2 separate regions of the Takifugu rubripes genome follow, and region 2 is linked to region 1. The links are chromatin contacts, called in public Hi-C maps. All regions are on one chromosome and are shown on one strand. The core of a region is the stretch at or near the end of the contact, and the rest is flanking DNA. Distances in the headings are between cores, read along the strand shown.

Region 1 (6,205 bases), core at 1,222-3,721:
TAGCAAACAGCACCACCTGGTGGACAACCCGGGGATCACCGACCTGCACCAAGTATACAAAAGCAGAGGTCCTTCAACAAGAGATAAAACCCCACCATTGGAGAATGTTACATATCTGAGAGTAAATGTGCGAGAAGCAGGACCTCAGAGGGTTTCGGATGTGCTGCACAATATTTTAGCTTCCCCAAATTCAAACGGGCTTCTGTCTGTACTTTGTTGCGTGTGTTCACCTCTGCCAGCTGGGCCTTGTTCAGTCCAGGCCTGGTCTGCAGCTTGTAGTGTCGCTTGTAGCGTCTCAACGTGTTGACCTGAAGCTGGAAAAGGTCCACCTAAAGCAACGAAGGCCAAAGATAGAGTCAAAGGAATGGCCCACCACACAGGTGAGCAGCAGGTTCCAGCCCACATTACCTCAGGGACCTCCACATCGTGGTCTGGTGACTCTCCTCCATCATCACTGGTCTTTCTCTTCCTCTTGTTGCGGACACTCTGAATGAAATTCTTGTGGAAGTCGCAGATGTAGAGATGCCGCACCTACAGCGTCAACAAATCCAGGAGAGTTTAAGGACAAGTCCTCTGACAAATATACAGGCAGATATTTACAGAGACAAGACTGCAAACAACGCTAGAATCCAAACACAGCAGCTCGGAAATGGAGCAAACTAAATCTTGTTTGGCTCTGCTAGGGATCATTTCTTCACATCTTCCTTTCACTGCAGAGTCCAGCTGCACCTTCTGGACCATTTTCTTGTCATGTGTGATCTCTAATCCTGGAGAAGAGCCCCCAAACTGCTCATACTCATGATTCCTTTTCCACAGGGCTGTTTGAGCTGAAAGGCCTTAACCTCTTTGTGCATTGTGTGTGCATCCTGCTGCCTTAAGTACCCAGTTATGGGTCCACAGTACATTACTCATGGCAGGAAAATGAGCCTGCCCCCAAGCCTGCTGAGCCTTTGTGGTGAGTTAATTTACTCCAGTAAAAGGAACAGATACTGACAGGACTCTCATAAAGCACGGAAAGATACTGCCAGAGCTTCAAAATCCATTTGAATCCCTCCCCCCGCGACCCCAAAACATGTTTGGAGAGGACAAACCACCAAATCTGATGTTTCATTTGGGACAACAGAGACATTATTTTGAGTTGAGCAAAATTCTCTACTAGATAATTCTTATTGTAGATCGCGTTTTGCTGCTTCTCTGTATATTGTGATTGTCCGGTGGTGCATTTTGCTCTGTTACCTCCTGCTTTGTCATTATTTGGAGATGACTCACTTTTCTTGTGATGACTTATGACTAAAACTATCAATCGTTTGGGTAATAAGGGAAACCTTTGCAGATCGAGAGCACAAAGCTGTATACAAGTAATCTGTAAACTCAAGCCCCTACTCCTGGTAGCCGGAGGTGGCTCAGTTTAACCGTGTTTAGCAACTGTTAGCAACAGCCATTTTAGGGTCAACTGCGGAGGCGGCAGCACGAAGCTCTTGGTTCTGTTTCCTGCACCATGGCTGGCTATAAGCTGACAGTTAAGCACTCTGACTTTCTTTGCTACATTCGGCAGTAGCATGAACATCGACGAGGCTAGGATTTAAAATGAAACCTGTTGGTTCGTGACACACCGGCTAACTCACTTTAGCTGACAGCTGCGGAGCCTGAACTTCTGCAGAGCCCCGCAGGACAAACTTAGAGCGTGAACTCGCCATCGCATGTCAAAAACACATGACTGACACTTACACTCTTGTCGATGTCTAGCTTGAGCTTCTTCTGCGATATGCTTTTCTGGATCCTCTTGCTAAAGGAGGCGTTTCCAGCTGACCGTCCGCAGCGTTCCCCGTCTTCGATCAAGCAACAGCTCTGTCCATAAAACGGCGGAGCAGGCGGTCCGTCGTGGCTGTCTTCCTCTGTGCTGAAGCCATTCATTCTGCACGATCTTAATGCTCTTTGAGGCCTGAACTCGAACGGTAAAACAAGCACCGGAGTCCGTGTTTGCTTAAATAGCACTTCTCTTCACGCGCTGTCCTTTTGTGAAAGACAATCCGGTAGCCTTGACTAGCTAGCACGGCTACGTGTCGGGTTAGCGAACCCACAGCACTTGATGGCGACAACGACTCACTTCCAAACGCAAACCAATTTGTTTAAGGGCATATTAACGCGTTCATGGACTCGTGCCACAAAACGCCCGGCACTAACGTCAACTAGCCCCTAATGCTAACAGGATCGCAAGGTGGTTGAGCTGCCGCTAACGGACAAATTCCTATGGTGATACCGCCACTGTCGGTCCCTGCAACAAACCACCAAGTGTCTGTTAAATCTAGATATAACAACAAAGGCGTGCTATTCCGAGCTAAATTCTGCGACAGCAAGTTTCAATGAATGCCAGAACTTTAAAGAAATCTCGCATTTAACAACCTGCACCTTAACAATCGCGGTATTCTTTCAGAAAGCTCCGTACAATGGACGTCCTCCGACGCTATGGCGGAAGCTCTCATCTCGAACAGCGATTGGTCAGTTTTTACAAAAGGCGGGACTACTGTAGATACTGCAGATCTGCTATTGGCTTAAAGAAACATCAGTCTTTTGGTGGCTCTTCCTGTATTACTCAGCGTCATGTTTTCTTCTATGAATAGTTGTTAAAGGTGGCGTCGCGGTCAGTCGAAGGTACTTTTAAATTGCTGCGCCGAAGCGCACACTGGACGCGATGGATTCAAATCACGATAAAACGCCAAAGCATTGCGCAACTGCACGCGAAGGAAAAGTAACACGATACAGCCTATTCTAGAGAAAATTCACATTTACCGACTGTTGACACTGAACAGTTTGACCGTGTTATTTGGCAGCATGACGATACAACATAGGATCTGCCAGTGTGTTACAGTTACATTGGCAAAAAATCAAACAAACCTCATATTAACAAGTTTCACACTGTCTGAAAAATGATTTCGAGCTTAAATGAAACAGGATCGTTCTCATTTGTGTTTGCGTAGTTAACGTATGGTTCCTTCTGTGACCACACGAGGGAGCCAAAGCCCAACAAATGAATAAAGGTGGGACACGAAGAACCAGAACAGTGCAGCAAAGCTCATTTCAACGGATTTCTCATCTTATTTCTTTTCAGGATTTTTTTTAACCAATTTTCCCGTCAACTGTTTTTCCTATTCCAGTGTTTTGTTTTTTAAATCTATTGAAAACAATAGACATTATGTTTACTTTCACTTGAAATACCTGACATCACGGTAAAAAGTACAATATCTTATCATAATCTGAATGTGCACATTTCCTTTCCCTAATGCAGAAATGCAGGGCCATTCTCCCTGCACTCCCAGTGCATACACTGTGCATCTATTAAAGGGATAGTTTGCCTAAAGTTGAAAATTAAATACACACTCACTCAACAGTGGAGGCTGTTGAAACATGCTGCATTGGCCACATCCTGAGTTTTAATTTTGGGGATGCAGCCAGGCAGATGAGAAAGCTTTAAAAGCACTCGAATGCCTGGCTGCCTGCATTATGTGGCCTGAATAATGATACTCTTTGTTGTCATTTGTTTAATGTGTTACTTGCTCTCACGTGCAAACTGCCTGGCCCATGATGCCCGACTAATGGTCGAGCCGAGATGAGAGTGTAACACAACAGGGAGAGAATGACGTGAGGACACCATCAAATGATATTAACTAGAGTAAAGACAATTGCATTACCTTTTTCTCTTGGTAGTGGAGCTGGGCCCAATAAAAACTCTTTAATGGCTATCTCTGACAGTAGAGCGTGGAAATAGAATGGCTACATGGCTCATAAGTGCAGGGAAATGCTGATTGTATGTTGACAGATTGACTTTTAAAGTGGAAAGTGACAGAGTGCCAAAACACTAACAGGTTTTACAATTTACACTTTGGGTTTTTTTCTCATCAAGTATGAGATGCCTCAGAGCAGTAATAACATGTGGAGTGGCCTCGGTGTGCTCGTACTTGCTGTGCACAGCTCTCTCACCCAGCCAGAATGACAAGTTGAGCATTATATGACATCCCATGAGACGAAGGAAATGGGCCACACCGAGGAGCAATAAGACTTCATCCATGAATAAATCACTTCTGGCTAAAAGCTACCCGAGCTTGTGTGTTGTCAGCGGAAATGATTATGAGATTAACATTTACTTGAAATGTGTTTTAGCACCATCACTCACACAGACGATTAAAGTCGTTAAACATGGAGGACCATATTCGTAGGAGTGCTACGTTTCACAAAAGAGGGCGCGACACTGGCCTGCTGCCTGCTAACCTTGGTGAAACTCGTTCCCTCGGAGTTTGTAGAAAGTTGCTTCCCTGAGCCGAAGAGTTCAAGTGCATCTGAGTGATGAACAATGCAGCATCAGCTCTAATTCTGTCCAGAACCGTTGTGTTGAGGACACTGAGCTGTGAGGCAAAGCTCTTCATTTATCATATGATGTTCCAGCGCTCACCTGCAGCCCTCAGCAGCGGGTACTGACTGAAAGAATGAGATCAGGGACATGAGTGGATGACCCAGGATTTCTGAGGAGGGTCTAGCCTTAGAGAGAGGTCACAGAGGTCAGACCGGCCTATCGAGGTGGTTCAGCCATCAGGACGTTTCCTGGCAGACGTCTCCCTTTGGAGACTTTCTGGGCACACATAACTGGAAAGAGACCCTGATAGAAACACAATTTCCCAGAGGGAATCTATACGTATTCTCACCAGGGAAAACCAGGGAGGACCAGAATGAGGGATGTGTGGTGCTGCACACACATCTAACTATTACACACACTAATCACAGAAATAACACAAGTGTAAACACAGAAATCAGCCTAATCAGCACCATGTTGGCTTGTTTGATGAGGACTTGAAAAAAGAACTTGGAAAAGACATTGTGTAATTTCGTTTGAACCATATTAATCCATTAATTCCTGTGGTTCTTGAAGTATTTGTAGATTTGCATCCTTGTAAGCTGAGAACTTCATGAAATCTAAAACCTGAGAAAAAAACACAAACCCTCCGACATCTCGGTGTGACTGAAAGCCAATTATCTTGCCTGTCAAAGAGGCAAATGGAAAATATCCACCTCTGACATGTTTTCCGACACACCGCAGAACATGAAAGGACAAACAGGTCTGGCGACGTGTGGAAACTCTTTCTAACTGGGGTTCTGAGAAGGGTTAGTCAATTTCAAACATCTTTTTTTCATGTAGGTCTGCTTGTTTGTGGAGCTGCTTGGACCTTTGTGAAGTGAAGAATTTAGTGAAAAAGGAACTATAATTCAAGTCCAAAGACGCCCTAAAAGCAGTTTTACATTCAGCATGTTCACTTATGAGACAACTGCAGCCGTTTAAATGTTCATTTTTAATGTCAAACAAACACAGATGTAACCAGAGTGTGCGGAGAAAGTCCATGTCTAGAAGGGAAAGAAATACAAGCAGATGGCAGTGAAATGGAGAGAAAAACTATTACAGACAGAAACCAATATTGGCGTGGCGGGTCTAATCCATTTTCTCAGTTATTCCACCGTTTATGAAGACAGATCTGCTCAGACGGGAGCAGAAAAAAGTGTGAATCTACTCCAAGGTAATTCAGCAGGCACTGAGGAAAATGTGTCAGGATTAATTCAGGGAACTGCGAAAACACTGGAGGAGATCTGCATAACAGCGATGCACAAATATGTCCTGCAGACACTTGTTGATCTGATGTGAAATTGTGTGCAAATTTGTGAGCAACTGTGTCGCCATAGTGACCAAAGTCCTGATAGTCCACTCCAGAGGCGATTGGAAAAGTTGGAGAGATATGACAGATGTGTTTTAGTTTCCATGGAGACATAGTGGACACAGTGTTGCAGAAGTGGGGTAATGGGCTTCTGTCTGTCACCATGGCAACATAATTAACAAAACACGCTGCTACTGCAATATTACACCTGCAGTGGTGCGATCTCATATGCTGAGAGAGTGGATGCTCAAAGTTCATGTTAACATGGAGTTTCGATGCTTTAGAAACTTTAATGACATTCTGAAGATGTTGGCTGAGATATGCTTCAGATGTGCTCCAAGCCATTGTTGCCAGAACTGACAGAACTCATCCGTAAATGTCAAGTTTAGAAGAAGCAGATTTTCACTCGCCAACCTGCAGGATGTCAGACAGAGTTTGATTTAGAGAAACAATCAAAGGAATAAAATATTGACCCGAGGACAAAGGGGAGAATCAATACTCGTCTGAAC
Region 2 (6,205 bases), core at 1,839-4,338, 220 kb after region 1:
CCCATCCCTTTGTTCAACCTCGCCTGGACCACTGAAGGACGCCACGAGTTCTGTTTTGAAGGTTGACTGGAACTTTCTGTGTTCCCTCCGTGTGTATGTGTTGTGAAACTCGGCTGGATGCGATTTTACTGGCCACGTGGTGTGTGTGGGCAGCGTTTAGGTATAGCTGGGAGAAGTCATGCAGACTGAAAAGGGCGGGGCCATTAGAGGGCCAAAGGTCATGTAATTAAAAGGCTGATATTCAGAAAAGATACAAGAACAAATGGGAAAGAGACTAAGTAACACAAGAGCAATGCTGCAGGTTTGTTAGGCTAATCAATGAAAACACAGACCCAAAGAGAACAAGATGGAGGAGTAAGAGATGGAGCTAATCAGGGTGCAGGCATCTGCACAGCGTCCTCTCCTCTAATGAACAGATATGATGAGTTCTTCTCTTAACAAGTCATTGAATTTATCATCATCTGTCCTCGGTTTTCTTCCCCTACAGCTTGTTACTTCAGACTGATTGGAAATAAAATGTAATTAGAGGCTTGTATTTTCCTGCTCTAAGCTGAAATCATGAGCAATTTAAATTCAAGTAGTCCTGATGGACAATACACAGCAGCTTCATTCGTTTATGGAACGGAGGGATGCAACTTGTGTCTCCTTGTGTCGTGAAATGACAAATTAGATGACCTTGATGTGTCGATTCGGATGACGGCGCTAACGCACACACATTCTCTCACACACACGTTCCTAAACTATCAGTAAAATCTTCGTCCGTTCCTTGAGCATCTCTGGCTCAGAGTGATAAATGATCGTTCAGACCAATCAATTCTATTTAGATAAGCTCCCCTTCGGAGAGGACAGAGAGGGGAAGATGGATGTTTTCTGTCTTGGATGGATGGATGGATGGATGGATGGATGGGTGGATGGATGGATGCTATTCTGATCATTGTTTTTCCAGACTTGATGAGGTCAGGTCTGGCTGCTCGCGTGACTTCTGCGTGTGTGATGGAGGTAATGTTCAGTACTACTACGTTACTTCTTTGCTCAATACTTTGACTTTAGCGCCCCCCGGTGTCCAAGTAGCAACATCACATGAAGAAATAATAGACGTCTCCCTGACCTGATTTTTATTTACTCAATCTGTCATTTGCCAGGTTTTGTATTTTGATCAGATCTTTACGCACCGAGTCCCTGAAAATAAGTTCATATTCATGTGCAAATGGTCTTTTGTCATAAAACAGATACACAACACAGAAAAGAATCAGCACAACTACAAAATAACAAGTGCAATTGTGAAAAAGGGAACATAGAGAGGTATAGATCACCCAAAAGAGGGGGGTCAGAGGTCACAAGCAGCACATTTGAGACTGACAAGTTAAATATACACAACTCTACCCAATATTATTTTGTTTAATACCCTGAGCACTTTCACACCAACAGCATTGCCAAACAACCACGACCACATCCATAAAAAAACCCAAAACAATCCAGCTCAATCAGCAGCTATAAAGACAAGGAAAACCCTCCCTCGAACCCGTGTTCAACTTTATCAATATGCTTAATTATAAGTATTATACATACTTTGATCAGAAATGAGGACTTTTGGTTTCTCTGCACCAAAATGTGAGCTCCTATAGATTAAAAAAAATTACTTCAGCTTTTCTCAACTGCTTTTGGTGAAAGTAAAAACTATTTAACAGATAACTGTCTCTGAATTGGGGAAATAACAGATTTCTGTCAACCAACAGCTGAACAGAACCAGAAATAATTTAAGGCCCTATTCTCTTCATCTGCAGCTGAATTTGTTTCTTCTGGTGATGCAAACACGCTACATGTTCTCCTCAAAAAACACAATGTGTTGCCGGCCTGGTGCGACCTAGTCGTGGGTCTTCTCGACCACCGTATCTTCACTGACCGTCTCACATACAGCGTGACCATCTTTGTTTGCTGCTCCTCTACATAGAAGCAGTGCCTGGCTCTCCTCCATCTCCTGCTCCTGTCCTCCAGAGGCAGGCGGGCCGAGACCTTGCTGGGGCGCCATACCCTCGGCCAGCTCCTCGTCATACAGGCAGTTCATGATAAGCGGGGGCAGGGGGACGCTCCGCGCCAGCTCCTCGATGTGACGGGCGAACTCCATCGTCTTGAACTGCGTCACCTTGGCGAACTCCAGCGTTTTGGTGGATGTGAGAATGGGAATTCGCTTGGCAACCTCAAAGGCCTTCTGCAGCTTCTCCGGACCCTCAGTGCAGAAGAACTCATTGATGGCTCTCTCTGTCTTCTTCAGATGAGAGCTGACCATGCAAAGTCTGGCCGTGTTGAGGATCATTGTGATAGTGAACGCTACCAGACAGATGACAACAAAGTACAAGCCCAGGCCGCTGTCGGTGTGGGCCACGCGGAGTGTTACAGTATAGTTTCTGGTCTCGCCGGCGCTGCCGGGGGCAACGCAGGTGTAACGTCCACGGTCCTCAAAGGAGACCACTGTGATATTCAGGTCACCGTTTTTCTGAATCTGCCACTTCTCACCTGAACCAACACAGAACACAAACAGCTTCTCACTATCGTCCCCATGTTTTCTTCAGGCAATGTGTCTTCCTCACCTTTCAGAAGTCCTTGAGAGTTGTACCACTTAACACCATCATGGCCTCCTGTTAAGTTACACCTGATCAACATGCTGGATCCCTCTTTGACCGTGATGTACTTGCTGTTTCCCTGCGGATCGGACTTCACCTCCACCCCTGAGATGTTCTCAAGTCCATCAGCTGTCCAGACGCTGAGCAGCAGGACTGTCAGAAGGAGGTAGTGTTTCTGAGATGGGGAAACTGTTGCTGACATGGTCAATCTGCAAAACAAGTCTCCAGTGAGTACGGTGTACGGTAATACTATTGTTTCTAGTGCACGCAAAACAAGCATATTAAAAACAGATTCACCAAATCTCACCTGTTCCACGGGTAACACACTCAACAAGCGTTATACGTGTCAGTCACAGCTTGAATTACTGGATCTTGGCGCAAAACGTCGTCACTTCTTGTTCAACGCAGATTACATACTTAAGCTTTAAACAAAAAACACACCTTACTCATTTCCGGATTGAGGTATGAGTGGGCGTGGTTAAAGTGAAAGACAACGTCAAAGACGTTACAGGTACTTTACATTGCATTTCCCCCAAATCTTCATCTACATTTGTATATTTTAATCTTTAGTGGTTATCGATTTAATTGTGTTGCTTCGATTTAGTCGTAATATTGAATCAAAATTAAAATCTACGTAATCGTTTTTCAGAAAACCTGTTTTCATTTACCGGATGGGGTGTACTCTTATTTTGATGGCCCCGGAAAACAGAATGAATTGCCTAGTCAAGCTAGTGAATGTTCTTTCAAAATACAGAATGACATCTTTACATTGGGCCATCCGGGAAGGGGCTTCTAGATTAATCATAATTCCATGTATTGTTTTGTTTGTGTCGCTTTACTCTAAGGATTAATTAAACTATCAATCAATTTATTATTTAACACAATAGCGCTAACTTACTTTATTATGAAAATACTGACCGGAACTCCTCGGTCTCATACTCGCTGTCAGTCGCACAAACACTGAAAACAGAGAGTGACGTGGCTGGTCCTGGAGGTCTGTAAAAGAAAAGAACATCATTTTTACGTTAAACCTGCACGTTTTTACTTTATTTAAACTGATAAACATCGTTAAATGATAAAAACAGATATTCGCTCCTTTCGTTTTGCGACTAAAAACAATATTAGCAGCCTCGCTGACACTGCTAGCATATGACATTTAAGAGCACCTATATTTTTGTTTTAAGCCAATATTTAATTATGTACATTTGATCATCGTAATTAAAAATGCTGTTGGAAATTGAAGCAGACTATTAAAACTAACCCCTGGAGCCTTATTATGCGCTTGGTGCCACAACTACTTAGTAAGTAATACTGTTATTTTTCTTACTAAATCGACAGTTATTAAATTCCTAATGAAATTCTATGACGTACAGGTCAACCTACATATTTACACTGACGCTTTATTTACTTCTGAGACTGACTAAAAAAGAAAATGCATCGGCTTATTTGTATATTGTAACTTTGTAGGTATGTACTAGGAAGTTAAGATGTCAGACAGTGGACCCATATCAGCAGAAGATCCGGTGTCAGAGGGTCACGATGCGTCCTCTGCCGAAACATCAGTTGGGTCCTCACCGATCACGCCTGAATCTACCACTGATGTGGCCCCGACGAGGAGAGCCAAAAGGAGACCTGAGCCCAAAGCAGCAGGAGAACCACAGGAGGCTCCTAAAGTGGAGGAGCAGCCAGCACAGGTCGATATTAAATACTGGCATGATACTACAAAACAAATGTCTCTTTCGTGTCTCTTTCGTGTCCTCATTCGTCTTCTTCTTTCAGACATCCACTGTGTCTCAGGGAGGCTGGGGCTACTGGGGCAGCTGGGGAAAATCAATCTTATCCACAGCAACAGCTACTGTGGCCACCGTGGGTGAGTGAAACCTTCCTCTACTTACATTTATTTGCTCACAGCGCTGTTTGAACAACTGGTCCTGGTTTGAATTCGCCCCCCTCGCCTGTCCTCTCAGGCCAAGGCCTGACTCAGGTCATAGAGAAGGCAGAGACGACGCTGGGGATCCCCAGCCCCACAGAACTCTCCGCACAGGTTGAGCAAGAGCAGAAAGAGCAAGGTGAGTGGGGGGAAATTCGTATCCCCTAGCACTGAATCTCTCCTCACCTTGTAAAATTCACTTGCAGTTTTTTTTTCTGCAGGTGAAACAAGCAGCGGTGCAGATGCGGCGGCAGCGGATGGATCCGCAGCCGTGGGCGGTGCAATGGGAATGCTGACCTCACTCACCAGCGTCGTCCAGAGCACAGTCAGTAACAGAGTTCTGTTTTCTCTGTGTTCCGTAGCAGATGGAACGCCACGTTTTCATACAATTCTCTTGCACAAACTGTTTGAATTTAGGTTGAAAGGTCAGCAACTCTGGCAGCACTTGGTCAGACTTCTCAGTTGGTTTTGATTCGTTTTTGAAACACACAGCAGCTGCTGGATGATCACACGGGGAAGAAACAGAAATGTAAAAAATGAAAAGCATATACTCATACTGCAGATATCCTGAGAACTTTACTGCATTTTCACTTTTCTTTTAAAACATGGAAACTTTGTAATTCACTCAGTATAACTTTCAACTTAAAACTACAGCTTGCTGTGTCTAAAAGCAATGTTTTGTTTTTTTAATCTCAGGGCAAAACTGTTATAACGGGCAGTCTGGACGCCCTGGAATTTATCGGGAAGAAGACGATGGATGTGATCGCAGAGGGTGATCCTGGATTCAAGAAAACCAAAGGACTGATGATCAGGAACTCCACGCTGTCTCAGGTACACAGAGCAGGGTTATAAAGTTGGAGATTCATCCCGATCAATGGGAATAAAATCACTGGCATAAAAATGTGCACTTTGAATATTATGTTGACGTAGCAGACATATTTACAACATAACCTTTATTATTTTGGTATTATAAACCAAATTGCTCTGATCATTTTGCTCGTGTTGGCTGTGATTCCTTTGGTCAGCTTGTCTCCATCTGTCTGGCAGGTGCTCAGGGAGGCGAAGCAGCGTGAAGAGCAGCAGACAGCAGAGAAGGAGAGCGAGTCTGACAAGAAGGTGGTAGCTCACTACGGGATGCTGTTTGATGAATTCCAGGGCCTGTCGCACCTCGAGGCGCTGGAGATTCTGTCCCGAGAGAGCGAGTCGAAGGTACAGCTTCATATTTAATGATCAATTTGTAATGAATCCATCAACGTTAATGTCACGCTAATGTTAGCACGACAAACATGAACTACCATCCCGGCAACGCCTTTATTCATTCATCGTTAACCTTCCTGCACTGAAGAGACGCAGATAAAATTGATCAAATATACGATATGATCGATCAGCCGATACTCTCTTCTTAATCTGAATAGAAATGTGGCATTTGACACGATGAAATGCGTGTTTTCCGTTAGGTGAAGTCGGTGCTCACGACGCTGTCGGGAGATGAGCAGCTGCAGCTCAGGGGAGAGCTGCAGCTCATCAAGGACTCTTTCTCCCTGGTAGAGTTTGATGATGAGGAAGTTGACGAGAAGAAAGGTGCGCGTGGCATAAACTTGGATGGAAATGAAAGAATACTCCATCGCTGCTGAGGCGAGGCGACGGTGATTCA

What was found. Hi-C and Micro-C count contacts between places; a contact is called where the count stands out from the background.
Region 2: a contact with region 1 is called in a Hi-C map of an unstated tissue, with 4 times the contacts expected there. The contact joins the promoter of LOC101077195 here to the promoter of sap30l in region 1. A contact is called at or near these places in 2 of 2 Hi-C or Micro-C datasets (muscle and an unstated tissue).

The regions. Positions count from the first base shown.
Region 1 is chr15:6,674,458-6,680,662 of fTakRub1.2, forward strand. sap30l (sap30-like) reads right to left here and starts at 2,472. Exons shown (of 4, transcript XM_003970807.3): 1 at 1,729-2,472; 2 at 409-531; 3 at 231-329. The coding sequence starts at 1,914.
Region 2 is chr15:6,897,130-6,903,334 of fTakRub1.2, forward strand. It overlaps LOC101077195 (microfibril associated protein 3), which reads right to left and starts at 3,089. Exons shown (of 3, transcript XM_003970858.3): 1 at 2,929-3,089; 2 at 2,589-2,830; 3 at 1,101-2,514. The coding sequence starts at 2,823. The coding sequence ends at 1,865. fam114a2 (family with sequence similarity 114 member A2) reads left to right here and starts at 3,541. Exons shown (of 14, transcript XM_029848042.1): 1 at 3,541-3,615; 2 at 4,089-4,315; 3 at 4,401-4,491; 4 at 4,589-4,690; 5 at 4,758-4,876; 6 at 5,248-5,382; 7 at 5,599-5,760; 8 at 6,009-6,132. The coding sequence starts at 4,109.